Linked DNA regions of Cricetulus griseus: region 2 is linked to region 1. Evidence: chromatin contacts called from public Hi-C data. All regions are on one chromosome and are shown on one strand. The core of a region is the stretch at or near the end of the contact, and the rest is flanking DNA. Distances in the headings are between cores, read along the strand shown. Region 1 holds the start of Slc6a4 (sodium-dependent serotonin transporter). Region 2 holds the start of LOC100755284 (40S ribosomal protein S27-like).

The links. A called contact is a pair of places that touch in the nucleus more often than the background predicts.
Region 2: a Hi-C map of the CHK-Q cell line shows a contact between it and region 1, with 4 times the contacts expected there. The contact joins the promoter of LOC100755284 here to the promoter of Slc6a4 in region 1. A contact is called at or near these places in 3 of 8 Hi-C or Micro-C datasets (the CHK-Q cell line, the CHO-K1 cell line and fibroblasts).

Annotation. Positions count from the first base shown.
Region 1 is chr7:90,417,186-90,419,915 of CriGri-PICRH-1.0, reverse strand. It overlaps Slc6a4 (sodium-dependent serotonin transporter), which reads right to left and starts at 1,331. Exons shown (of 13, transcript XM_035448185.1): 1 at 530-1,331. The coding sequence starts at 872.
Region 2 is chr7:90,704,545-90,707,274 of CriGri-PICRH-1.0, reverse strand. LOC100755284 (40S ribosomal protein S27-like) reads right to left here and starts at 1,348. Exons shown (of 1, transcript XM_027426683.2): 1 at 1,003-1,348. The coding sequence starts at 1,333. The coding sequence ends at 1,079. All of the region lies in intron 2 of Ssh2 (protein phosphatase Slingshot homolog 2), which reads right to left.

The sequences.
Region 1 (2,730 bases), core at 82-2,581:
GGGGTTGGCATGAATATCATACTGAGGCTGGGTTCAACTCTGGATCACTTCAAGTCTGATAACTTAAAGACTCTGGAACTAAACTAGTGCCATTCTCTGACCTCACACAAGCCCAAAGTCCCAGAAGGGTCTGGAGCTTTACAGTCACCTCCCAGTATTCCCTCCCACAGGCGTCACACCTCCCCGCTCTGCCAGTAGAACTTCAGCACAGTGTAGTGAGTGTTCTCTTGCTTTTCACTCACTCATAGAAGCCTGACTAATACAGGATGAGAAGGAAAGTCCTTCAGCAAATGAGAAACAGACAATGCTATAAACCAGGGCCAGCTTCACAACCTGAAAGCCACACACAGGCTTCCTTAGGCTTCTGGCTGACTGGAGACTTGACTAGCATGAAAGCCTAGGTTTTACATTTCTCAGTCTCATGTCGGTCACACAAGACAGTAAAGATGTGTTTTGTCTTAGGGCCTCCCATGAGGGTTAACAACCCACCCCTGGGTGGGAGCCTCTGCTGGTGGCCCATGGTACTAACCTCCGCCATTCTGGTAGCATATGTAGGGGAAACGCCAGATGTTGCCCAGGTCTACAGCATAGCCAATGACAGACAGGAGAAAATCCATCTTCTTGCCCCAGGTCTCCCGTTCCCCTTGGCGAATCTCAGCCACCAGGGTGGTGGTGGCAGCTGGGATAGAGTGTGTAGCTTCGTCTCCTGCACTCGTGTTGGGAACTGAAGAATACCCATTGGATATTTGGCCAGGCTCTGCCCTGTTCCCTGGGGTGGGGACACCCTTCTGTAGAACACCATTTTCTTGACAGTCCTCTCTGTCCTTGCACGCTGACAGCACTTTCTGAGAATTCAAGGGTGTGGTCTCCATCCTGTTGGTCAGTAAATGATACCGATGCCCATCTGCCAAGCACCCAAACTTGGCTTGATTCTCCTCCCAGTGTTATGGTGACAAAGCCAAGAGCTCTGTTGGAGAAGCATACAGAGAAAGGAGAGAGAAAGTAGGGGTTCATTTGTTTGGGGTATTAATCATTCACGTTTCATTTTTTAAGAAAGCTCTCACTCTGTAGCCCAGGTTGGCCTTGAACTTGCAGTAGACCTCCTTTCCCAGCTTCCCGAGTGCAGGAATTACAAGCTTAAATGATCTTAGGTGACAGGGTTACAAATGCTCTTATCTGTAAGCCAGCGCATTTGCTCAGAGTCAATAAAATCAACTAAACTTTTCCACAAATGGAGGGTGTCAAATCACCATCAAGTAATTTGAAAAGGAAACAAAACAAAAATAGCAAGTCACCAAGATTGCTTGCATAGGCTCTACTTAAGAACCAGCACTTGCGTCATTTAGAGGGACACCAGTGTCCCCTGTAGTTTATCAGTAACCCAGAGGAATGTCAGCAGAGGTTCCCTGCAGAGCCAGAGAGCCCTGCCCTGAATGCCATGCCTAGAAACAGCAGCACAGCCGCAGCTTCTGTCTGTCTGCCAGCTGGGACAGTCCTCTCCTTTTAAACTGAGCACCTGATGCTAGATCTTACATATGCTGCCAAGGTGGTCTAAAGAGGAAAAGAGAAGCAAAATACCACCCTTGGGCGTTGCCTGATATCTGGGTCTTTTCTCAACTTCCCCGACTGGCTCCAGGAAGATTCCAGCTGCCTGCAGCTATGTCCAGCCCACCCACGCTCCACCTTTCAGCCTTCCCAGGTCCTCTGCAGGTCCCAGTGGGCCATGTCTGTCACTGCTCCTCACCATTCATCCTATTGCCACTTCCCAGCAACTTCTGGGGCTAAGGTTGTCACTGCAGCCATGAGCACACCGGTGTGTTCGTCCCGAGAGTCAAGGAGAAAAGTGTGCATGCCGCTGACCCCAGACTTGCCTGGTGACCCTGTTCCCATGTGCCCTGCAGAAGGCTGGATCCTGGCAGCTGCAACTTTATTTCACTGCCATGACGGGGAGCAGGGGAGCAGCTGGGCTCTCTTCTGGACTGAGGGTGAGATTTCTACACGTGGAGTAGTAATCTGAGCCCTTTTGGACTTTAACCCCTCTGCCTGCTATAAACTTAGAAGGCCTTCCAAGTCACTCTCCATTTCTTTTCAGCACTTGGCAGTTTGGGAATTAGACTATGCTTCTGCTTCATTAAGATGATGCCATACCTTTCTAGAAATGGACTCTTACACTGCTCACAATGACAGAGATCCCATGCCAGCTTCAAAGCCCAACCATGGGAGGAGGGCAAACGCTCAGCTCCTTCCTTCTAGGGTTTTCAGGAAACCACATATTTCTCCTTTCTTTTCTTTGCTTTCTCGACGGGATCAACAATCGAGGCTGGCCTTGAACTTACCATGTGGTAAGGGTGAATTTGAATTTGTCTGACTTTTCTGCTTCCACGTCTCAGTGCTAGATCACATGAGTGCACCACTGTGTCTGGGTTTATGCTGCACCGGGGACTGAAGGCAGGACTCTGCACACTGGGCAAGCATTCTACCAACTGAGCTACATCATAGCTCTCAATACAGACAGGTGTGAAGACAAAAATACTGTGAGGGGCTAGGCATATATCTAAGTGGTAGGGCATTTGTTTAGCATACAGAGTTCCCACACACGTACACAGAATGAAAAACCTGAACACACTGTGCACTGTGGATATAAATGTTGGCAAAGATTAGACACAAACAGCAGGAGATGAGAGTAAGAGTTTTGTGCTCAATGTTTTTTTTTTTTTTTTTTTCTGTAGA
Region 2 (2,730 bases), core at 99-2,598, 290 kb before region 1:
TCTATTCAGACTCTGCTTCCTCTTACTCAAGTAAAATTCTAGACTCCATTCCTTGAACACTCCACACTCTGTTCATTTTCTGTATTGTAGCCCAAGCTCTCAACATGGTTATATGATTTGTTTTTCAGCCAGGACACACTGGTACAGATGAACTAATTGTTAAAATGCTGAAATATTTGTGTGCAATGAATCGTGGCTCCTCTGAATGTTCAAACTCAAACAGGCAGGTTAATGTCTGGCACTGCAGGGGACTTCCAGATCCGGTTCCTGCTTAGTCAAAATAGCTGACTGTGCCATATAAATTAAATATTTTGAATATCTTTTCCTGCACCAAGTCACATTTTCTTCTGCTGTCTAAACTCTGTTTATTTTGGTTTTAGTGTGGGAGATTTAGCCTAGGGCCTCACACATGCTAAGCACATGCTCTATCATTGAGCTAAATCCCTATCTGTTCTCTAACTTTGATTTTTTATTAATGAATTTATTTATTTTACATCTCAGCTGCAGTTTCCTTTCCCTCCTCTCCTCCCACTCCCTCCCTCCCCATTCTCCCTGTGTTCCCACTTCCAATCTATACTCCTCATTTCTGTTTAGGAAAGCACAGGCCCCGCCTGAGTATCAATAAAACATGACAGATCAAGTTGCAGCAAGACTAAGCACCTCCCCACGTGACCCAGTATGAGGAGTAGGGTCCATTCACCCCTGGGCCAGTGCCTGTGTGTTCCTGCTGTCTCTATCTCCGGGTCTCTTACCTGTAGCTAGTTCTCTGCCTACTAGCCACACTCGAATCGCTGAATTCAGTTCTGGTTTGAATGCTGCTAGTCATTCAATTTACCATGCCTCCATAAGGATTTAAATTATAAAAGGAACTAAAAAGGAATTTTCTTTTAGTATTAAATATGCTAATTTTTATGGATCTGAAGAATTAGATTAGGATTAAACAAAATTATAAATTGAGATATTTAAAAGAAGAGGACACAAGCATTGAAGTGTAACAAAGGGGTGTTGCTTTTTTTTTTTTTTAAATCCAAAATGTGTTTATTGGGATGGTTCCCACTCATCTTGAGTCAGGTGCTTTTTAGTGCTGCTTCCTCCTGAAGGAGCATCCTTCTGTCAGCCTTGCTTTTCCGCCTGTGGGCTGACAGAGGACAGTGGAGCAGCCAACACACAAGACTACCGTTTGTGCATGGCTAAAGACCGTGATGATTTTATAGCGTCCTGGACACTTCACATCCATAAAGGAGGAATTGGGGCTCTGCACCGGGTGCTTTTTCTTGTGTTTCCTCTTTTCTGCTTCTGGAGAGGGATGAAGGAGATCCTTTTCGAGAGTCATGTTCTGGTAGGGAGCTCGAGGCGCTTTTTTTTTTTTTTTTTTAAAAAAAAACCAATTATTTCTAAACGGACAGCATGAGGTTTTCAAACTTTCTAAAGTTGTCTTCAAATTAGGGAGTAAACAAACACAGTTAATGGATCTGGCCAGAAAGAAATTAAAATATTAAGATATAGGCATTTTGCTATGATAGATTTTACAAGTGGGGAATGAATTGCTATCGTATTATTCATACTTAAACTCACTACATAGCAGAGGATGGATGACCTTTAACTTCTGACCCTTCTGTCTCCACCTGCGCAGTGCTGAGATTACAGGTGTGAGCTAGCACGCCTGATTTTAAGAGGTGCTAGAAGATCAAACCGTTGACTTAGTGCATGTCAGATAATCACTACCAACCAAGTTACGCCCTTGGCCCATTTGTAGATCTTTAAATAGGAAATAATCTATTTATTAAGAGCTGCTGAAATCTACAGGGGGCACAGAAGAATGTGAGACAATACCATATTCACAAAGTTTACCTGCCTGACGAGGTATAGTTATTATATTTGAGAAGTTGATCCAAAATTTTAATTAAAATGTGTTAAATTTAAAATTTACTTGTATCATTATTCTCTATGTGTGCATGTGTATGTATGAATATGCACGTGCTTGCGCATATGCCATGGTATGTGTGTGAAGGTTAAAAAACCAATTTTGTAGCATTAGTTCTCCCAGCCATCTTTCCCTGGATTCTGGGGAATCAAATTCATGTTACCACTCTTGTGTGGCAAGCACCTTTATCTGCTGAGCCATCACACAAGCCCTATCCAAAAACTTTTTAAATTTTAAGACAAAGTGTCACTATGTGCCCTTGGTTGGCCTGGAAAACTCTATGTAGACCAGGCTAGCCTTAACTCCTAGAGATCCACCTGCTTCTGCCTCCCAACTGCTGGGATTAAATGTGTATGCCACCACAACAGGCTGACCCCAGGCTTTTAGGTGTAAATGTGTGGAAAAAGGATAAGTCATAGGAATTTAGAAGCACTATCACTGTGAGCATGCTATTCCTAAGGCAGGTGGGCTTTGAACCCAGTTGTAAAGATTTTGGAGAGAGAGAGAAAGAGAGAGAGAGAGAGAGAGAGAGAGAGAGGAGAGAGGGAGGGAGAGATTGAGAGACTGACATTGGTATTGAGACATGAGAAAAAGGAAAGAATAGCAGAAATATAGTTGGGAATAGTAATGCACTGTCTAGTGAGTTGAAACCAGAGCTTGCTTTGAGGTGGGCTCCAAATGATAAATTTCAGGGATCTGGGTTCTGAACATGATCCATAGATGGGGAACCCAGAGATTTATTTATCATCATTTTGAAAAACTGAGTAAAATCATAAATATATTGACTCGATAGCAGTAAATCTTTA